Linked DNA regions of Pan troglodytes: region 2 is linked to region 1. Evidence: chromatin contacts called from public Hi-C data. All regions are on one chromosome and are shown on one strand. Each heading gives the region's core, a stretch centred on a gene start, on an enhancer-like site or on the middle of the called end of the contact. The rest is flanking DNA. Distances are from core to core; before and after follow the strand shown. Region 1 has its middle 100 kb from the start of YTHDC2. Region 2 overlaps KCNN2 (potassium calcium-activated channel subfamily N member 2).

Region 1 (4,418 bases), core at 1,222-3,721:
ACTCTCTCTCATAAAAAAAAAAAAAGTACCACTCACTGAGAACTTACTATATATCAGGCAATATTATATTTCATTTAACTCCCACAACAACCCTAAGAGGTACATCTGTTATTATCCTCATTTTACATATGAGGAAACTGAGGCACAGATTTAAATTATAAGTTTATCAGAGGCAGAGCTGGAGCTTCAAACCTAGTGTTGCCTCTGGTGCCTGTGCTCTGAGTCTCCAGATTATGCTGCCTCTCTTATAAAACACATTTTTATTTTAAAGCATGTCCACTTCACTTTCTCTTTTAATCTTTGTTAACAAACCTCCAGGAGTTAGATTAGGTAGGAATCTCCACTTTAGTGGGAGGGGAGGGGATTTCCAAAGTGGAGCAAGAGATTTGCTACCCACACTCTTTTCATACAACAAAGTCACAGTTGATGAAATTAAAAATTAAAAACCAAATGAAATATAATAAAATATAAAATAGGATTCTTTTCTTATGCCACACACCAAATCAGCTCAGAATGGATTAAAGGCTTAAATGTAAGACCTGAAACTGCAAAACTCCAGACACAGAAAGAAAAATATTGCATGATCTCACTTATATGTGTAATCTTTAAAAAAAAAAAATGTCGAAGACACAAAGACAAAGAACAAAATGATGGTTACCAGAGGTGGGGTGGGGGAAAGAGGGAGGAAATAAGGAGATGCAGATCAAAGGATACAAAGTTGCAGATATGTAGAATGAATAAGTCTAGAGATCTAATGGAACGTGAGGACTATAGAAACTTCAGTGAAGTTTCTGGCTGAGCAGGTCAGGGTTCTGGCTGAAAGCAGATGGAAAGAGTGAAGAGTTATTAGTGAAAGGTCTGTTTACAAAGGAGTGAGTAGAGTTAAGGAAAAATAACAAGAGATAATGAAACACCCCATGACTAGCAATAACAGGAAGCTGCTATCATTCCTGGGCCTGATGAGCCAAAGGAAGGAACAACGAGTTACTGGAAACCGAGACTCCGGTAGCTGTAGGAGAGGGTGGTCATAAGCTGTGGCCTTCAGCAGAGGGTCAAGGACATGTAACCAAATACTCTATTTTTAATTTTTTAATCTTTTTCCATTTTCCTCCTTGCTTACTTTATGTTTAGATGCTTGAAAATTATATGGTAACCTTTGCTCTCTTTCCTTCCACCAGGCACTCCCTTGCACAATGTCCCCCTCATCTAATTATATGTTTTCTTGGAAGTTCACGGACTGAGTCTTGAAACAATCTAGGTACCTATGGAATTCTCCTCCTCCAGGAGATTACTCAAAGCTGCAGTTAGCTTTCACCCCGATTGTGCCTGGGATGGTGCCAGCCCATTCAACAGATGGGGCAATAACTCAAGGTAAGTCATCAGAGCAACTTACATAGACTGACTGGCACCTCCTTGCCCCTCTTGCATGCCCCTCCCACCACCAACCTCCCTTTTTAAGCCCTTGCATTCTATCCAGAAATTTGAAATGGTTCCTTTCAGGCACAAAACCTTGGTGATTCCTTTCCTTCCTTCCACCCCACCTTGTCCTTGATTTTTGACCTTGCAAGTGGCAAGTAGCTGAACCTGTGTTTGGTTTCAGACCCAGCCAATCTGCCCAGCTACTCAACAGATGTAGGGAAAGAAATTCTCCAGCTCTCTCTCCTTCCATCTATCCATCTCTTGCTGTTGCTTCCCATTGGCCAAACCTAACAGGAAATCAAAGAACATAAAGGTCAGCATATTGAGGCATAGGATAGTGGACCTGTACAGACAACAGTGATTATCCATCATCATGACCTTCACAATTGTTTACTGAAATTTAGCAGAGACAACCTTGAGTTTCAGATATAGCAAAGCTTGTCTATTGGTGCAAATGGAAAGGTTGGTTTTTAAAAGGCACTTTATTAATTTAATATTGTTAGCTTTGGTGGAAAGAAGTGTGAAGGAAGGGTACTTTGATTCCTGTCTTTTCTAGGCTGTGGCTGAGGACTGAGGAGCAAACATAATAGGGAAGTGGAGGGGAAAAGACATAGCAGTAGCTTTGGATACTGCTTAAAGACAATTTTGGAGGATTCATTTGGAAGGATTATCCTCCAGAAAGGTGGGTCCTGAGCACATGCGGTAGCACCATTTGGTGCCTTGGTTTAATGGTCTGAACATGAAGGATGCCACAGAACTCATTGAGGAAGACCCACTGCTTGTGAGAATCTCTCCAGCCACTTTTCCACAGTGCTCCCCTCTCGCAGCCCATGTGACTTGAGGCTTTCTCTATCTTCGTGTCTGGGAACTCCAAACACTAATATTTACAGCACATCTCTTAAGTGTTGTCAAAACTCCTTATTGTAAAGGAAAATTTTAAAGAATCTCAGGACCCCCAAACTCCTTATGCAAAAGGAAGCTTAAGCCTGAAGGCTGAGTCATGCAACATCCTCTTGCAAATGAATAGCTGCTACTAGCATTATGCATCAGCCAGATCGTCAAGGAGAGGTGGAGAAGTGAAAGGCCTCAGGCATCTAGGGAGGGCTGTCTCCACAGATCACTTATAAGTAAATTATTTGCTGGCCTCCCATAAACAAGGACATGCCAATTGTAACTGTGGGTCTACAGTCTAAGTCTAGTTCCTAAGACTAAAGTCTGTTATACATATCTTACCAGGTACAGAACAAAGACAAGATGAGGTCAGTCACTTCCTCCATCTACCCAGAAATGTCTGCATTATTGATTCTCCTTTACTCCTTTTTTTCTCTTCAGGGGTTCCCTTTATCCCATGTAAAATGTAGATTCACTGGCCACTAACTAAAGTCTCATAAGAATGTAACTGCCTACCTGTCTCTCTTCCAAATGCCGTAATCTCTTCCAAATTACATAAGAATGTAATTCATCTAACTGCCTACCTGTCTGTCTTCCAAATGCCTTCCCCTGCTTTAAGGAAATGTATAAATACGGAACTCCTGAAAACCTCTCTGAAAAACAATCAGAGAAGAACATATGTCTATGGCTTATTTTTTCCCAGAATACCCTAAAGCTGGCTTAATAAATCTAGATAGTTGAGACTATTACAGTAGGTAGCTAGTCAGGTGTATTAGTTCGTTTTCATGGTGCTGATAAAGACATACCTGAGACTGAGCAATTTACAAAAGAAAAAGGTTTAATTGGACTTACAGTTCCATGTGGCTGGGGAAGCCTCACATCATGGCGGAAGGCAAGGAGGAGCAAGTCATATCTTAACTAGATGGCAGCAGGCAAAAAATGAGGGAGCGTGTGCAGGAGAACACCTCTTTTTAAAACCATCAGATCTCGTGAGACTTATTCACTATCACAGGAACAGCATGGGAAAGATTTGCCCCCATGATTCAATTACCTCCCACCTGGCCTCTCCCACAACACGTGGGAATTCAAGATGAAATCTGGGTGGGGACACAGCCATGAGGCATGAGCAGGGCAAGAGAGGGCTCCCCTAACCACCACCAGGAATGCCAGGCAACCATCAGGTGATGGTCAGGCAGTTTGTCACATGGCCTCTCCAAAATGATAATTGGTCACAGCCTCTGCCAGAGAAAGGCAGTTTCCCATTAGATAAAAACAACTGAAACTGGCGATCAGCAGCTTCCCAATAAGATCTCAGGAATTGGGTGAGTGGGCTCAAGCATATGCATTAAGAGGCAAAATGGTGCAAATTAACTGGTATATGACTTTCTGGGGGCATTCCTCTGGAAAACGGAAGACTGCATCAGGTGAGCATGCTTACAACTCCAGTAAACATACTGCACATACTCACCTCCCAAGTGCTAGCAGCACCACACATGTGGGCAGCTCAGCCCAAAGGAAGAATCAAGGTAAAAGGGAGGCAAGACACTGGCAGCATATAAAACCCTAAGTCCAAGGTCAAACAGGGCACTTTACCTCCAACATTCCCACTTGACCCTCTTCTAAGTGTACTTTACTTTCTTTTCATTCCTGCTCTGAAACTTGCCTTGGTCTTTTCTTCTGCCTTATGCCCCTTAGTTGAATTCTTTCTTCTGAGGAGTCAAGAACTGAGGCTGCTGCAGACCCATACAGATTATCCAACAGTAACTGTGATATTCACCATTGATAACAAGACTTTTGCCTCAGTCACTCATTCCTGTTATCATAATACATACATCTATATAGGGTTACCTTTGGCCCTCAAAATAACATACTGCACTTAAGAAATGTCTAAAGCTAACCAGGAAAGGGGAGAGGGGAGGCTTATGTCAGAGAAAAGCGGCTTTCTTTGCAAACTCTTCCCTAAGTAAAGCTCTCTTTAGCATTATCAGGATCCCAAGAGAAGGATCAGATTTTCAGTCATGGTCAGTTTTAACTGAAATATACGTGTCTCAGAGCCAAAGGCATCTAAAGTCCACAACCAGCACCACCCCCAGTCTCTCAGCTAGCCA
Region 2 (4,205 bases), core at 582-3,081, 840 kb before region 1:
TCTGAGACGGAGTCTTGCTCTGTCACCCAGGCTGGAGTGCAGTGGTGTGATCTTGGCTCACTGCAAGCTCCGCCACCCGGGTTCACGCCATTCTGCTGCCTCAGCCTCCCAAGTAGCTGAGACTACAGGCACCCGCTACCATGCCTGGCTAATTTTTTTGTATTTTTAGTAGAGATGGGGTTTACACCGTGTTAGCCAGGATGGTCTTGATCTCCTGACTTCATGATCTGCCCGCCTTGGCCTCCCAAAGTGCTGGGATTACAGGCTTGAGCCACCGCCTCCAGCCTTGAATTTTTATAAATTATATAATTCTTTACTGACTCTAAAATGCCAAAGTGAGTATTTTTACCTTGATTTTCTTTTGCTCCTTTGACTTTGCACATTTGGAATGTTTTCCTCTCTTCTTTTCATTGAGAAAAATGTCAAAGCTAACCACTTTTCTCTCTCCCTGTGTGTGTGTGCATATGTTTGGCGGGGCATGGTTCTGTAAAAGGTCCGGTTTCTTTTCATGCATTAACCTTGGCTAATGACAGTTTCATTCACACTTGGGATATAGACAACTTACTTTTTTGTCTCCAGACCATCAGTGGCTATGTTCTAAGAGCATAAGCTTACTTTAAAATAAAGTTCAAAGTCCCAATGGAAAAGGGAATGATAGAACATACACAAATTTTCAAACTTGAAGAATTACATTTATCAAGTTTCCCTGAGATGACAAAGAGGTTGTGTTTTCTAACTCTATTATTCACTATGCATTTACATGTCATATTGGAATAAGTGACTTCAGCAATGACTTATCTGTCAATAAGTTAAAAGTCTCAAATCTTACACCTATATAACTTTCACTACTATGTTAAAAACCTATAAGAACACAGACGGTATCACTAATAATTTCCCCCAATTTATACATTATTAGAAAATTACATTATTTGAAAATTAAATGTTGATTACTACTGAGCAAAACTATTTTATGTCCTTATTTAAAATGAATTTACGTCTAAGCTAAGAAAATTATAAACAGGTTTTTGATATATGTAATATCCAGTAGGTCAATCTGAAGTCAAGTGGGATGTACAACAGTGTTTTGTTAAATGCGTAACAGATACACAGCATCCCTGGCCCAAGGCAGCAACAAGAAAACAAATTCTCCACTAATTTCCGTAATTCCCCTGGGGGCGGTATTACTCCTGTTCTGAACCACTGGCCTAGAGTTTCAGGGCAGCTGGGACTCTAGTAATGGCCATCAGACAATCTGGAGCTGGCTTCATATCAACACATCTGGAAAGTAGTGAAACTGGAAAATCTTGGAATTTGGCAAAAACACCTGAAGAGAATTATATTCTCAAGCCCCTGATACTTTCTGGGAAATCAAAAAATATCAAAATCCAGAACAATGTTTTAACCAGGACTAGCATTTCTGACCAAGTTTCTCTTTCCTCCTGTTCCTTTTCTAACTTCCAGACCAGTGGATATTTAAACATTGCGGGGCAACCTCTATTCATTCAGCTCCTGCTGCGTGCCAGGCATCCTGTGCACACTGTGAGCTCCTCCAAGAGGAAACTGGAACCCCAGCAGACAGATGGAGCCATGCTCGACCAGGCCCAAAGATTCCCTTACCCAGAAAACCACTTTTTCAAAAACACTTAATCTAATCCATGTCTGATGTGTACCAGGCTCTGCTGATAGCAGAGAGAGCATGTTGACATTGGCCTGGCAGACTCTATTTTTAGAAGCCCCCACCATGATTTTCCATGATGGGTAGCAGCCAGCTGATGGATGCACGGCACCTCAGAGGCAAAGAACGGCGTGGCGGGCAGTCACTAGGTGGCAGTGCCACACCAGTTTATCCCCACAGCTGCTCTGCAGAGTTCAGCCAGATCAGTGCTAGAGGAGGGCTGTGAGGTGATGTTGTGGGAATACCCTGCAGGGAAAGCCCCCATTCTGGGCACCCTGGAGAGGGTGTTCAACATGGGAAACAGAAGTCATGGCTGAAGCAAACAAGTCCCAGGCCATTCCTATGCCCAGTAGCCCTGGGGTGTTACCAAGAATTTTAAGGGTTAAGGGCTCTTCTAAGGGAAGAGTGCGTGTGTGTGTGTGTGTGTGTGTGTGTGTGTGTGTGTGTGTGTGTGTTTGGATGCTTACTCTATTCTAAATCCAATCTCAGGTAGCAGATCTGAGGAGGCAGCATCTGTACATTTCACCCCTCTGAGATTCTCAAGATCAAAGACCAGATCTTATCTCTTAAATCTGTAAGGAAAAAAAAAATCCCTGTGGATGTTTTTAACTAGGCAATGTTGGAAATGAACCTGCATTTGAAGATATAAAAGTCAGGGTCTTGTTCACTTGCTCTGAGACAAGAGGCAAGGAGGAACTGAGCTGGGTTCAGAGGTACTGCCCCACCTCTTGTTCTGCGTGACCCACAGCAGTGCATCCTAATGTCTGAGCCTCGCTTTTCTCTAAGAGAACAGACTGTCTACCTCACCAGGTGGCTGTGAGCACGGAGATAACAAAACGCTACCCAAGTCCTCATCAGTGTACAGACTGTGTGCTCTACATTCAGCAAGTTCTCTATTTACGTAAAAGTAGATACAAAGAAAAGTCATTACTTTTGGAAGCGGGCCTTCTTGCACAGAAGCAAGGTGACATACCTGAGGGCTGCTCAGAGTATGCGCAGCTTTGGTTTTGCTCCCTTCTACCCTACACTACGTTTTGCTGCCACTGCCAATGAGCACAGTAACTAGTATGACAAAGAGTGAAAAGAGGGCTGGAGAAGGAGAGGAGGGAGAGGAAGAGGTTAGTCAGAGGTCCCTTGGAAAGGCAGAAGCAACATGGGGGTGAGGGTACAGCAGGCCACAAAATGAAAGCAGGAAGAAAGTGGGAAGTTCAGTGACAAGAAGTCCAAATGAAAAAAGAAAGCTCACGATCGTTCTGTGCCATTTCATTTTTGGGCCCCCTCAGCTGCCTCTCCTCCTACCAACACTAGCACTTCAATCTCCAGGGTGGCAGGCCGAGGGAGGACGTACATCTCTATGTCTAGTATCAGTCACGTATTCCTGAGAATTTTTTGACAGGGCTTCTGTTTAGGGCTCTCAGTCAACTGAGAAAAAAATATGCGCCACTGATCCAAATCAACCAGCTTAAGGTGCCCCATCTACAGTACGCAGTTATCACAAATTGATTCTAAATTTTTAATTTTCAAAATACAGCAAATGAAAATTCCTACATAGAACAAACAATGACAAGAAGTCTAAGCCTCCAGCACTTCACAGTTTCAAGCTATGTTTCTAGGGAAGCAGAACATTCCTGAATGTCATTGCATTATTCCTCGGAGAGAGATAAGAAGCAGAGTCAGAAAACTGAGCCACCAAACCCAGCGAGCTGAGGGAGTTCTCAGATGAAGATGATTCCAGACAGGCTGAGGAGAATGAGCACAGATTTTCTGGGAAGGTCATTTTCAAGGTTTACCAGTTAAATTTTCCCACTTCAATTCTAAAAATTAGTCTTAGAATGCCTCCTAATTGCACCTTGCTTGATTCAGCATGAGCAGCTAAAATATAGACTTCAATGCCAAAATGTCAGGAACTGAATTAAAACACAGGTCTAGGTTCATGCAGGAGGAGCACAGTGTAGTGAACGAAGCTGTCTCAAACTCAAACCATCACCGCTAAGACCCACCAGTCCCCTACTCCATAAAGGCTTCAGAACACCCTTGTAGAGATCTGGAACTGACACAATATGTTGTGTTAAAGCCAGAAAAATATTTTTATACAGACAGAAAATAAGAAATGAAGGGAAGAAAAGAAGAGTTGGGTAACAAGAAAGGAAGAGATAGGGGAGCTGAAAGTGAGAAAGTGAATAAAAGAGTGAAAATAACTGCAAGTAAAATTTTGTAAACATATAATGGTTGGAGAAAAATCACTACATAAATCACGAAAACCCCAAAACTTTCAATGCCAGCCAGCCTACTAATTACTTAAGAAGCCAGCCTTGTTTTCCAGCACTATCCACAAATAGATCATGTAGCTTTCACTAGTTCCTATAAAGTTTCCAACTAATCCAGAAAAAAAGGTGAAAATAAAAAGGCAATTCAGTATTTCATTATTCTTAAATATTAGTATTTTTGGAATTTAAAATGATAAAAATGCTTCCTGGTTGAAGGTTTTCACCTGTAGAAGCAAAAAGGAAAAAGTGCACCCTTCGTAAAG

Evidence for each region. Hi-C and Micro-C count contacts between places; a contact is called where the count stands out from the background.
Region 2: a Hi-C map of induced pluripotent stem cells shows a contact between it and region 1, with 2.0 times the contacts expected there. The contact joins two enhancer-like sites. A contact is called at or near these places in 2 of 7 Hi-C or Micro-C datasets (induced pluripotent stem cells and stem cell-derived neural progenitor cells).

What each region holds. Positions count from the first base shown.
Region 1 is chr4:111,330,479-111,334,896 of NHGRI_mPanTro3-v2.0_pri, reverse strand. No RefSeq gene overlaps it. Among named protein-coding and RNA genes, the nearest start is that of YTHDC2, 100 kb to the right of the region's middle. Within about 2 kb of position 2,471, at least 1 of the 24 cell types and tissues checked has an H3K27ac peak or open chromatin away from gene starts, as enhancers often do. A contact at or near this core is called in induced pluripotent stem cells, where this site is marked.
Region 2 is chr4:112,168,162-112,172,366 of NHGRI_mPanTro3-v2.0_pri, reverse strand. All of the region lies in intron 6 of KCNN2 (potassium calcium-activated channel subfamily N member 2), which reads right to left. All of the region lies in intron 9 of LOC107974810 (a long non-coding RNA gene), which reads left to right. Among named protein-coding and RNA genes, the nearest start is that of KCNN2, 400 kb to the right of the region's middle. Within about 2 kb of position 1,831, at least 6 of the 24 cell types and tissues checked have an H3K27ac peak or open chromatin away from gene starts, as enhancers often do. A contact at or near this core is called in induced pluripotent stem cells, where this site is marked.